2 separate regions of the Mus musculus genome follow, and region 2 is linked to region 1. Evidence: chromatin contacts called from public HiChIP or PLAC-seq data. All regions are on one chromosome and are shown on one strand. Each heading gives the region's core, a stretch centred on a gene start, on an enhancer-like site or on the middle of the called end of the contact. The rest is flanking DNA. Distances are from core to core; before and after follow the strand shown.

The links. HiChIP or PLAC-seq counts read pairs in DNA pulled down with a chosen protein or histone mark.
Region 2: a contact with region 1 is called in an H3K27ac HiChIP or PLAC-seq map of large pre-B cells, with 2.0 times the contacts expected there. The contact joins two enhancer-like sites.

Annotation. Positions count from the first base shown.
Region 1 is chr13:28,832,121-28,835,032 of GRCm38.p6, reverse strand. All of the region lies in intron 2 of 2610307P16Rik (RIKEN cDNA 2610307P16 gene), which reads left to right. Among named protein-coding and RNA genes, the nearest start is that of 2610307P16Rik, 52 kb to the left of the region's middle. Within about 2 kb of position 1,517, at least 55 of the 459 cell types and tissues checked have an H3K27ac peak or open chromatin away from gene starts, as enhancers often do.
Region 2 is chr13:29,724,970-29,727,881 of GRCm38.p6, reverse strand. The region is part of intron 5 of Cdkal1 (CDK5 regulatory subunit associated protein 1-like 1); the gene reads left to right. Among named protein-coding and RNA genes, the nearest start is that of Cdkal1, 130 kb to the left of the region's middle. Within about 2 kb of position 1,536, at least 28 of the 459 cell types and tissues checked have an H3K27ac peak or open chromatin away from gene starts, as enhancers often do.

The DNA of each region.
Region 1 (2,912 bases), core at 268-2,767:
TATTCAATGATGGCAAAGACTTTTCTCCCTCTTTTCATGGGAAAACTACTATAATTTCCAGGAAGTTCTACAGAATTCTTTTGGTGTGTGCATGCATGTATTTGTGTGTAAATCAGCATTAATGATATTTTAGAGTAATTCACTATTAACTTGCTAAATTTAAATAGTATATATTATTAGTTTTAGGGAGATGTATTAAAAAGACACAACTTAAATATTTCTATATGGCACAGAATAGCATTTCTGGATAAGCTTTTTCAGTTTTTGTTTTTCTAATACACTGTTCTCTAAATTCCTTACAAATATTAGCAGTAATACAGGAAACCTAACCAAGATGTTGGAGTTCTGATAGGCTGGCTCAAGGTCTGGCTCATAGCTTTTGTTCTCAGTTTTCTTTTCTTTAAGCTTTTAAGTTAAAATTTGGTAAATATGCAAAATAATAGGTTTCATTTTCACACACACACACACACACACACACACACACACACACACACACACACGTAGTTGCATCTTGCTCCTATCCCCTCACATGCCACTTCCATTCACCCCCTTTCTTGGTCATCCCTTTGTTCTTCCCAAATAGTTCCTTCTTTGCATTCATGCCATATGTGTTATGCTTAAATATAGACTACATATATGAGCGAAAGTGAGGCATTTTATCTTTCTCCATTAGCCATCCCTTTGTTCTCCTCCTTCCTCCCTTTAGCCATTTTCCTCCCATTTTGTAGTGACCTTTCTACTTTCATCTCTCTTTCCTTCTCTCTCTCCCTCCCTCCCCCCCCACCCCCCACACCCACACACATACACAAAGCAAACTAGATTCTGCACATGTGCACATGTGAGAATGGACCCCCTTCATCTTTCTGCGTCTGGTATATTTCTGTTACACAATGATCTCCAGTTGTGTAAATGCTACAGTTTCATTTTGGTTCTTTACAATTCAATAAAATTGCACTGCACATATATATCCACCAGTCAGCATCAGTGCGGGTTCCTGATCTTGCCTATTGTGAATAGTCTTGCAATAAACATGAAGATGCAAGTGTCCCAGTGGAAGATTCCTTTGAATATATACCAGGAGTGGTACAGCCAGATCATAAGGTAGCTAGCTCTGTTTGTAGCCATGTGGAAGAGCCATACTGATGTCCACAGTGGCTGTACCAGTTGACATTCCCCATCAATGTCAGTGTCAGGTGTTAAAGCTCTACATTCCTAACAACCACAATAGCAATAATAATATTAACTCAGATGATTGTTGAGCCCTTGTTTTCAGTTTACTAATTGCTAGAGTAGAAATGTAGGTGGTAAAGCTACCATTCCTTTTTATCTTGCCAGTTGAGTAGTGATCTCTCCCAAGCAGGTGGAGACTTCCTTATGGAGGGCACACATTTCTCTGGGAGCCCAGGAACCAAGTCACTTGGGTCCAAAAGAATGCTGAGAGAACAGCTTGTTCATCTCTCCAGGCACCGTGGGAAGTTTCTGCTCACCCCCAGTCTTCCTGTCTTCTAACTGCCACCCTGCTTCCTGCCTGCGTGTGAGGCAGATCTGGTGACAGCCGTCTGTGATTCCCACCCCTGTGTTGGTCCCCCAGAAACCCATAAAGAATGGAACTGAACATCTTTTTATCCTGGCTTAAACCCCACATAATTCTGATTAAAGAAAGTGAGGGTCCAGATCTTGCCTGTTGGGTGGGGGTGGCTCTGTTCTGAAGCAGAAGGATTTGTGGATCTTTTTATCAGTTGCTTGCCTCCTGCCGGTCTAATGCAGAAGACCTCTTGAAGCAAATACAAAGTTCCAGGTGCCATCATAGCCATGACAAATTGTGTCTCGGGGATCTGCTAGCAGTCGGTTGAAGAAATCGGTAATCTCTTGGGCCTTAGTTTTATAACCTGTAGAGTCAGCAGAGGCACGGATGGTGTGTATAGCTTTAAATTAAGTAATCCTGCCACGGAGAAAGTAGAATTCAGAGTATTTATGGAATCTAAACTTAAGATGCCAAAAGGAGGCAGACACCAGGTTATGAGTCGCAGGGTTATTTTTTTCCGGCTTGGCTTTGCCAGTACACACCTTGTTAGGATCATAGAATGGCAAGCTACACTGTCCCCTTACTGTTCCTTTCAATCCTCAGGCTGTGGCTGTGTTGATTAGTGACAGCGGTTGCTACCCTGTGAGTCCCCTCACCCCCAACTCCCCCATCCATCAGAAGAAAATCCATCATACTTTTGACAATGTTTTCCTCTCCAAGAAAATGATCTTTAAGAGAATGGCATGTAATATAGACTTTATTCTTCTTAAGGTATCAGAGAAACGGTATCTGAAATAAAATCAATACATGATGCAGTGGTTTATTTACATTTAAAATATTGAATCGTGGCAAAGCATTTTATCAAAGGCTTTGGGACCAAATACATGTTCCAGACTTACGAAAGTAGGGCAGTATACAGCAGAGAAGCTGCTGTGTATAGTGGATGATACTGAATGTGTCCACTTAATCCACATATCCCAACTACAGTAAGGAAAGGCAGACTTAGGAGAGCTTAAGATGTACAGATAGTGATTTGGGGTGTGTGTGTGTGTGTGTGTGTGTGTGTGTGTTATACACATTTTTATAAGTTTTTGTATACATAAACACACGTGCATAACTATATATGTGTATATGTATGTATGTTTGTGTGTACTTTTTTTTTATTACGTATTTTCCTCAATTACATTTCCAATGCTATCCCAAAAGTCCTCCACACCCCACCCCCCACTCCCCTACCCACCTATTCCCATTTTTTGGCCCTGGCGTTCCCCTTGTGTGTACTTTTAAAAAGACCTTCTCATAATCTCAAATGATGGTTACCAGGCAACTCAGGGGCAAAGGCACAGTCTTACCCTTCTACACTCTCCAGGATAAAAGTGAGCCAATG
Region 2 (2,912 bases), core at 287-2,786, 890 kb before region 1:
TTTGTTTTTGGTGAGGGGATTTGAAATCTGGAATCTGGTATATTTGTGTGGCCTCTTGTTTCTGTCTCTTGCCTGCATTGTGGAAGAACAGAGTGGAGGCCTGCATTTAGTTGTCTGTCTCCTACCCCTGGAGCCTCTGGGGATTGAGTGCTGTTTGCCATTGTCCCAGGCAGCAAGTGATCTCTCACTCTTTGGATGATGACTTGGGTACCTTGAGTTTAGGTTTTCTTGTTTAGAATTTAAGTGATTTCCCATCATTCAGTGTCTGCCATGGATTCCCTCCAAATTCCCATTTGCAGTGTTTTGTGGATGCTTTCAAAGAACTTTTGCAACTAATTTAGTACCGTAGCATTTAGAAAAGAAAATCTAAGGATTTCACTCATTCCTACAATATTTTCTTCTTAATATTACTAGGCTTTGGTTGTAATTACTGCCTATTAAGGCAAATGTTTCCTATTACAGTTGTAGAGTTTTCTTGCCAGTATGAACCACAGGGTTTAGCAGTTTCCATTTAACACGTGGGAAAACTAGGATGGAGACAAGATCTGCCTTTCTTTCAGTTTGCCACAGAGGCAGAATCTAAACTGAACTCTTGATACTGTTGGTTTAGAGCTTTCTTCCAGAACCATGTTGTATCAGTTAGCAGTGACTGAGGACAGATAACTCACAGAGAAGAAAGGTATAGTTTGGCCCTTAGGATGTCATAGAAAGAGTATTAGGCAGGACAATACCAGTTACATTAGGGAAAGGAGAGCTCAGGGTCCCAAAGGCATGTCAGCACTGAATTAAAGACCTGCTTCTACCCTCAAAGCTAACAACTTGTCTTCGTAGTACCACCCTGAGAAACAGGCCTTGAACACATGGGCCTCTGGGGAGGCTGGCTGTGTATGCTATAGTGCATCCAGCTCCTTAAAGCTTAAAGTTTTGTTTTCAGAAAGGGAGTAATGAGGTTGCCCAGACACACTACATGAGAGACCCTGCACAGGTGTATCCTAGGCACGCACCCTCCCAACTCTTAACTGTCTCCTCAGTAGTATTTATTGCCATCAAAATGTAGAAAGGCACCCAATTATTTAATGATGTCTAAAATCCCTTTAATCAAAATCCTTAATTAGTTGGTTTGAAACACCACTTTATTTTTCTGAGATGATCAGAAGACCAAATACCATATTTCTCCCCTAAAGCATTCATCAGGGTTCTTCCAGCTAACTGTGACATCCTGTTTATATGCCATGGGTTAAAAACCACTTTTATGTGGGTTCTGAGATAAATAGGAAGGTTCAAAAGGATGTAGGGACACTAACCACAGTTTTATTTCTCTTCCTCTTTTTGCTGGGAAATTTCTGCTTATTTATTTTTAATTGAAATATTGGTTTATTTTTAATGTCTATGTTGTTAAATACAATATTTTAAAGTCACACGGAAATGTCTATATCACCAGTCACTTGGAAACTGCTTTTGTGCTTTATACACTCGTCTCAGTTACTTTTCTATTGCTGTGATTCGATGCCATGACCACATGGCTTACAGAAGGAAGAGCTTACTGGGGCCATCATGGTGGAGAGTGTGCCAGGAGGCAGACAGACATGGTACTGGAGCAACAGTTGAAAGCTGACATCTATGTGCTCAAGTGGGAGGGGTGAGGAGGGAGGGACGAAGGGGGGGGCGAGTAGTCAGTGCTCTTCCATAGTGCTACATCTTCTCTAACAAGGCCACACTTTTCTCTCTCTTTCTTTTTGAATTTTTAAAATTACTTTAGAAAATATTTTTATTGATTCTTTTTAAATTTCACATCATGCACGGAAATTCCATCATTTCCCAGTCTCTCCAAATCTACCCTTGCATCCCCGCCCCCAAAGAAAACAAACAAAAAGCAAAAACAAAACAAAATCAGATACATACAGAAAAAACATCGTGCCGTGGAAGATAAGGTGTGTCACACAGTACACCAAATAGCCTTACCTGAAATGTTCATTGCAGTGAGGCTGTGGTCTGGCTAGAAGCCTCTGGCTTTTGCTACCCCATCAACCCTGGATCCTCACCGTCTCTTAGATATCCTGTTGTTGCCCCATGTCATGGCAATCTTGCAGCTTTGGTTCTGTAACACAGAAGACCACATTTCTCAATCCTTCCCAAGGCATTCCACCCATGGGGAACCAAGAGTTCAAACATGGGCCTTGGGACCCATTCCCATTCAGATCACCACACTGTGGAAGTCACAGCATGCTCCATCTCTAAGTGACCACAGCTTAATGAGTTAGTGATAAATGTGGTGGGTTCCTTATTATGATTATGTGAGCACATTATCTCAGGTCAGTTTTGTTCTATCCAGTAGTATGAGCTGGGTGGTACTGGGTCTTATGGATAGTAGGCAGACATTCTACCACTGAGCTGTTTCTCGTGTGTGTGTGTGTGTGTGTGTGTGTGTGTGTGTGTGTGTGTGTGTATGTGTGTGTGTATGTGTGCGTGTATTCCTTTAAAATTTATTTTTTATTAGTTGCTTAAGAATTTTATACAATGTAGTTTGATCATATTCACTTTCAACTCCTTCCAGATTCACCTGCATCTCTGGATCAGACTTGTCATGGTTTTTAAATTTATGATGCATAGGCTCTCATTTGTGCTGCCCATATATGTGTGGGTGTGGGCCACCCCACATGCCTCACACTTAGTGTTTAATCAGCAGGCCTTGGTTGATTAGCTTAGGGTTTTCCACTTGCTACAGTGCTGTGTATCGTTTTTCATGGATACATATAGACATTTTATGTAGCTTTCCCTAGGGAGATAACAACAGTGAACCAATGGAGGCACGTTCTGAGTATGGCTTTTCCGAGGCTAATTGGCGCAGCCTCAGCTCCCTTTCTGTATGATTCTGCTGAGCTTCACTTTCCGCTGCAGAATGGACGGTGGTA